Regions from separate parts of the Mus musculus genome. Here region 2 is linked to region 1. The links are chromatin contacts, called in public promoter capture Hi-C maps. All regions are on one chromosome and are shown on one strand. The core of a region is the stretch at or near the end of the contact, and the rest is flanking DNA. Distances in the headings are between cores, read along the strand shown. Region 1 holds the start of Lrp8os2 (low density lipoprotein receptor-related protein 8, apolipoprotein e receptor, opposite strand 2). Region 2 holds the start of Podn (podocan).

Region 1 (3,496 bases), core at 586-3,085:
GGCTTGGTGTGTGTGGGGCACACATGCGAGTATAAGCGGCTGAGTGTATCTCTGCGCATGCATGCTCATCTGCATGTGTGTGCACTGCCATGCCCGAGGACCTCCATGTCTATTTCAACATACTTCCCTGTGTGTGGTCTAGGTCCAGGCCTGGCTGGAGAGCAACATGAGACAGGCTGGGCTGTGTGCCCAGCGGCCTCTTGAGCCTTCCTGGCAGAGGTAGTGATCACAGACTGTCTGGGCAGAAGGCAAGATGGAGCTAGGTTTGGCAGGTATGCACTGGCATTGGGAAGGAGGCAGGAATCCTTGTGCTGTGTTTGACAGATGGGGAAACCCAGGCCGATCCAAGCACAGAGCCAGGATGGAGGGACAGGACTGGAGCCCAGTCTCTGGACTCCCTGTAGTGGTTTTATCTGTTCCCCCAGGCTATTGCCCTGTCCGGTAATTTATGCCTTAGGCATCTTTTATGCTGTTAGAGTTTCACGGTGGCTCAGAGAGGCTCTTGAAAGAGTACTCCTCTTTATTTCACAGGACTGACCAGGATCAAGCTCTGAATTCCCACTGTAGCCCCTTCCTTAGAGGAAGTACCCTGAGCTGCTGGAGAGCACTGGACCTAGTAGGTCTACTCATTCGTTGTGTGATGTAGGCCATCTTGTCCCTCTCTGAACTTCAGGAGAGCTGTAAGAACTAAGTAATGACTGGACAGGTTGCTCGTTAGAAGAGTGCTAACCTAGCATGCGCGAGGCCCAGGGTTCAATCCCTAGCACTGCATGATATCAGGCATGATAGCAAAAGTAGGAGGAGGGTCAGAAGTTCATGACCGTCCTTGGCTACACAGTGAGCTTAAGGCCAGCCTGAGCGACAGAGTGATCTACTACCCTGTCTCCAAAATAAATGGATAGATGATAGATAGATAGTGTCGTTCAGTTTTAGAGCATGCGTGAGGCCTTAGGTTCATTTCTCAGCACCAAGTCAAGCGAGGATCTATATGTAATAGGCTTTGTATACCTTAAGGAGCAGTGTGGTGGCCATCACTCCATGGTCAGGGCCAAGTCTCACATTCCTCATCTAAGAGTACATTATATATACCAGGCAAGTAGCCTGCATGAGGTCACATAGGGGCAGAGGCAGGATTTAAGCTCTGGGACCTCTAACCTGCTCCTGGCAGGAGGAAGACCACAGCAGGCAGTAGACGAGACTCTCCCAAACGTCCATGCCCAGAGGAACTGGCTACTTGGAGGGGAGTGAATTTGTTCTGTAGTGCAAGCAATGATTGCATGATAGGTGGCTTCACCTCCATGCAAGCCATAGAGGGGTGGTTTACTGGGGAGCAGGCTGGCTCAAGGCAGTTGGTATCTTTAGCTTGTATAAGGAGCGAGAGTTGTGAGATGTGGTCCAGAGGCCTGTGAGCAGGGAGGCTGCCCCCGCCGCTTCCCCTCCCCCCTCCCCCTCCCCCAGAAGTCTTCCCTAACTTCAGAGTTCACCAGTACCTGGCAGGTGCCTGGCACACAGTAAGCACCCCCCTTCTGCTCCTGATTCTCTTGGCTTCCAGCAGTACAGACCTGAGACTCTCCTACGAGTAGGATGAGTGAAACTGGTCCTTGTGTGAGTTAGGTCTGGTTCTTCCTCCCAGCCCCGTGCTCTCAGAAATAAGATCCAGACTCAAAGTATAAATTGGCCATATAGCTAGGCTCTTCTCTGACTAGATCATAACTGTAATAATCCATTCTGCCACATGGCTGCTTACCTGGGCTCAGGCACCAAGTGTCCCCCTCGTCACATCTTCCCCTGTGAATCTTCCCGTGCCTGGCTCTATCCCAGAATTCTTTCTGCCTCCCGGATGTCCCACCTTCTCTTCTACCCTTTCCTATAGGCCATAGGTTTTTAAATTGACAGGTGATGCATCCATGCAATACACCAGATGTTCTCTCTGCAGCCCCTCCCGTATGCTACACCTAGCACTGAAGGTGCCGTAGAGGGAAGGACAAGGGGAGGCCTAGCAGCCTCTGCACCCAGCCCTCCCTGAGTGAACCTGGGGATCCCTCTACCCTAAGCACTTGCCAAGCAGATCAGTGGCTGCACGTGGGCTTGCCTCTCCTCTCCCACCCCCGCTTTGGCATCGCTGTCTCCAAGGTAACGGGGAATTTTCCCTCCCTCTCATCATTAGGGTGCCAGGGCAAACAAACAGCCCTAATCCAGATGAGCCTTGGGCCACAATCACACTCTTCTGGGGTTTTCTTTTTATTTCTAGCGATTTTGAGAAGCTTGGAGTAATTGGTATTCCGCACAGGTTAACAGGGGCACTGCCTCCGCAGTATTATGCCTTAATTTTCTTTATCACATAGCAAGTTGGAATGAATCACCCCGCTCCTGCCTTTTTCCCACCGAAACCTATTACCAGCCTGTCTGCTGGTTAAAGTCATTTCGTGGCAGCGCTTGGCTTCTTGCCACTGCCCTGGGAATCTTTCTGACCAGAGCCAAAGAACAAGGAGGGTGAAGAATCCATTTGTACAAAGCGGGGGTCTCCCGTTGAGAACTTACTTCCCTCCCTGTTCAGAAGGGACAGCTTTCAGCCTCTTGCCTGCGCAGACTGGCCATATGTCAGCGGTGGGAACGGGATTCCTGGGCCTGCGGTGGGGGAGGGGTGGCCATGCCTACTGCTCCTGGCACCTGGGTTAGATCCCATGACGAGAGTTTCTGGGCTTCTGCAGCTTGCTTGTGAGAGTCTTTGATGGCCGAGTGTCCCACGTTCTGACCCAGAGGGCCTGAGCAGTCTAGCTTGGGGTTTTGAGACTCTAAAATGTTTATTTTGGAACATGGAGAGTTGAATCTGTGGTTCTGTGGCTCCTTTTTGATTCTGAGATAGATAGAAAGATAGATGGATGGATGGATAAATGGATGGATTATAGATACATACATACATACATACATACATACATACATGCATACTGTGCTTACACAGGGTCTATCATTGAATGTTAAATACATTTGGCTAGGCTGGCTGGCCAGTAAGCTCTTGGGTTCTATTGTCTTCCCTTACCCTCCTAGGGTTATACGTGGCTTGTTTTTTTAATATGTGTTCTAGGGGAGCAGAATCAGGCCGTTCTGCTTACGCAGCAGGCGCTTTATCAGCCGAGCCACCTCCCAGTGCTCTTGCCTGATCTCTTCAGCTGCTCTTAGTTCTGTCGTGTTGGGTCCTGTGAGGGAGGAATTGCTTTGCTAAGCTTACCTTAGAAATGTCACCTCAGGTTGGCCCCAGCTTCTCTGGCATCGTCTCTCCGTTCATAAAGTTGAGGACTGAGCCAGGTTGCCTCCAAGGCCCAAGTTCCAGGTTTGTCCTGCCTGCCTGTCGTGCCCTGCGTGGCCTGGTCTCTGTCTAGCACTTCATGGGACCTGAGCCACACATGTCTCCTGTCCATCTGAGCCCTCAGCCATTCCAGAAGGAAGGCTGCCCAGCCCTCCCTGGAGTCCCAGAAGGAAGGCATTGATGGTGCCT
Region 2 (3,496 bases), core at 327-2,826, 210 kb after region 1:
AAGTGAACAAAGCGGGTGGAAACCATGGACAAGGTGTGGAGTAGTGGCAGGAAAGAGGCAGGTGTGTTGAAGCATGTAAACGGGGAATAGAAATTGGCTGTGAAAGCACAGCTTGCCGAGGGCATCAACCACCATGGCAGGACGTTAGTGATAGAGGGTCGTCAGGGTTCCAATAAGTCATGATCAACACTCTTTGTATGGCTCCAACAAGCCTACAGGTGCCACCTCCTACCCAGGATTCAGACGGAAGGGACAAAGAGTAGCTCTCATGGTGCACAGGTCATTGACTCTGACATCTGACACTTCTTACCTTACACACCGAAGACTGGGCCAAGGGCTCCGAGAGTGTACGGAAGGGGGCAGAAGCCCCAGACCAGTCATTGATGACTTTTTCCAGAGCAGCCCGGGCCCTTCCCAGTGGTGTTCGCCCTGTGAGCCCGGGATCTGGTCATTTGGGCTTTTCCAGGGCAAAAGGGAGAGGTGGAGAAGGAAAGGCCTACCCAGGGGTCTGCCCAGCAGACCAGGTGCCTCTTCGTGCCAGGCAGAGCGCGGTTGCACCTCCCCCAGCAGACATGCAGGCTGCTAATGCTCATCCTCCTGCCACCTCTTGCACACCTGCATCCTAGCCTGGGCGACAGCCCTCCCTGCACGCCTTCTTCAGCAGCAGCTGCCTCCCAACCCGGGGCCCCAGCACTGGAATCCCAAGCCGACCCCACCCCCTTCTTCCACCTGACTGCAGGTCAGCTATTCCAACTCACCCATCCCGGTCCACCCCAACCCCCACCCTGCACCAGGCTGATAGTGGTTCTGAGACCCACACAACCTGGGGACGACCGTGCTCCTTGCCCTGTCCCTTTCTGTGTTCCGCTGGAAGCAGCTGCCTAGACGGAATGGTCGGAGTGCAGTGCCCTGTGTTAGTTAGACTGCACCTAAACTGCCGAAACCAAGTTCCGCTGCTTGACTGTGCGCCTCACCTGCCCTGGCTCCCTGGGGACTGATATCTGCCTTTCTGTGCTTGTTTCTGTATGTAAAGAGGTCGGTGTTGGACTCGGTGAAGCCCCCGACAAACTGACGTGAAAAGACGCAGGATGCCCTGGGTCCCAGTTCTCGGTGCAGAGGTTCAGGCCCCTTCCCAGTTCCACCTGCCCCCACAGTCCCTGTCACCCGCCCGTGTGCCTCCACCTCCCCTCCCCATCCGCTCGCAGATTCTTTCCAGATGTGCGCAGCGGGAGGAGCCCGAAGGCAGGGACTGAATATCGAGTAAAAAAAGGGTCCCCTGCCCCTTGCTCCGGATCCCGCAGGGGGGCCGCCACCCCATATGGAGGTGTGCCTAACCGTGCCCCTTGCGCGGGGTCCGCCCGACAGGGTGGGATACGGCGATCCTCCCCTATCGCGGCTGTGGCAGTGGGAGCACGGCGGGATGTCAGAGAGAGCTGCCCGGGCGCAGCCGGTGGCCCGTGGTCCCTCGGCTCACCGGCTGCCCGCGTCCTACCTGCCGCTGCGCGCCGCGCCGTGGGCGGAACAGGCTCGCGGGTGTCCGCTGCGCTCCGCGGGCGCCGGCTCCTGTCATTCAAGTCGAGCCGTGGGCGCAGCGAGCCAAGTTTTGTTGTGGGTTCTCTCTCCCCGCCTCTCCCCCGGCCCCCGCCCCGCGTGCATCTGCCGGACGCCGGCCTCTCCCGACACAGGCGCAGGGTCCCGCTGGGCGCCGAGAGGGAGGGCCGAGCCCACGGCGCCGGGCTTGGCGGGGGGCCCACTTCCCGGGAGCTCGCGCCGCCGCCCCGGCCGGCCGCAGCACCACGCCCCCAACACCGGGTGCCTCCAGCGCACCACCTCCGCCTGCCAGCCTGCGGGCTGGGACCGCACCCAGGCAGGCCCCCCGCACCTGAGGAGAACCGAGAGGGCTCCTTCCTTCCAGTTCCTCCGCGCTCAGCTTCTTCCTCAAGGAGTTTGCAACCTTCCCGGGCACAAGTACCTTCCCTGTTCCCTCTCCCACCCTAGGGTCCGGAGCATGGCTAATGCTGCGTCAGCCAAGACCCTTCTGGACCCCTTCCTGTCAAAATTCCTCCTTCTCCTCCCCACCATCCACCCTCACTCCACTGGCCCTGGGCCCACAACTTGGTGAACCTTGAAGGAGAGTTAAACTGGACCGGAGTCTTCAAGCACACAGGTTCTAGTCGCGGAGAAAGCAAGGGACTGAGCAGGGAGCACTCCATATTGCTCCCAGGAGCTGAAAATGGTTCCAAGCACAGGCACATTAAGTACTAGCAGCTGAAGCAACACTGTTTGGCGCCAAGGGCTTCGTGGTGGAAAGGCGGGTGAGACTGGGTTTGGGTGCTACTTGGCACCTCTGCTGTGAAACAAACCTGTCTTCTACGTGCTGTGGCCTTTGGGCAGGACCTACTTGGCTCTCGGAGAGGGATAAAGATAATAAATCAAATGTGGAACCACTTGGCCACCTAAACTGCCGAGACCCTAAAGGGCTCTGGTTAAAGTGGCTGCAGACCTTTCCCTCCTGTGCTGCCAGGCAGTCAGTTTATATCTCCATGCATTAGTCTCTAGTCCTTACAGCCCTGCAAAGGAAGATTATTTCCCCATCTAATAAGTAAGGATGTGGCCTGTGCTTGGCTGCGTAACTAACATCATCATTCGGAGCTGGGGTTCTGGCCCATCTACCCATTGCAAAAGTCGTCTGTGATGCAAACAGGCAGGTAGGTAGGGATAGAGCCTGTGTTTGAACCCACAGCCATCTGTTTCCATTACCCATCACTGAAGAACTTAACACGAATGGGAAAGGGAAATATTTTGCCTTCTTTGGCCTCAAATTCCAATCTTCTCTGAGCTCAAACTTGAAAGTTGGTATGATTCACAAGATTGGACAGGGCCCAACAGAGATGCATCTTGTGTTTTCTGGACAGAGCCTAGATTCAAGTGGAGCTAAAAGAACTGGATTCTATTGGCTGGTTTACCCATGAACCAAAAATCTTCTAGAACAAGAAAAATCAGCACATGCTGAGTGCCAACGAAGTGCCAGGCACTGTCCTTAAACATCCTGGCCAGCCCTGTGGGGGAGGTACGGTAGAATACACCTGGAAGGGTCAGGGTGTTTTAGGGCTAGGCACTTAGAACACTACACACTCACTTCTGCTACCATCAAAACTAGCTCTGCCAAGCCAGTGCCCACACACGTACTGTGTCTGTGTGGTGCTGAAGGCACCAGCTACATTACAGCCTGGAGGGATTGTGAGTGTCTCAGGAGGAAACGGAGGTGACCCTCCGGCCTTCAGAAGGGATGGGTACCCAGCTGACTACCTGTGCACTTCGGCTCCTTCATGCTGCTTCTCAGAGTCAGCATCTGTTCAGTCTAAGATCACTACAGTGTATGGGGTCAAGTAGACCTGGGCCCAAAGGGAAATGCATTAAAAACTGTCTACATTAAACAGAAAAATTCCAGGTCTTCTCTGCACAGCTCTGGTCTCACAGTAAGTCCAAAAAAAAA

The links. Promoter capture Hi-C pulls out the DNA fragments that hold promoters and counts their contacts.
Region 2: a contact with region 1 is called in a promoter capture Hi-C map of stem cell-derived epiblast-like cells, with 2.2 times the contacts expected there. The contact joins the promoter of Podn here to the promoter of Lrp8os2 in region 1. A contact is called at or near these places in 1 of 39 promoter capture datasets (stem cell-derived epiblast-like cells) and 2 of 9 other capture datasets (adipose tissue and liver).

Annotation. Positions count from the first base shown.
Region 1 is chr4:107,821,187-107,824,682 of GRCm38.p6, forward strand. It overlaps Lrp8os2 (low density lipoprotein receptor-related protein 8, apolipoprotein e receptor, opposite strand 2), which reads right to left and starts at 1,836. Exons shown (of 2, transcript NR_151515.1): 1 at 1,748-1,836. All of the region lies in intron 2 of Lrp8 (low density lipoprotein receptor-related protein 8, apolipoprotein e receptor), which reads left to right.
Region 2 is chr4:108,030,378-108,033,873 of GRCm38.p6, forward strand. It overlaps Podn (podocan), which reads right to left and starts at 1,577. Exons shown (of 13, transcript NM_172874.4): 1 at 1,493-1,577.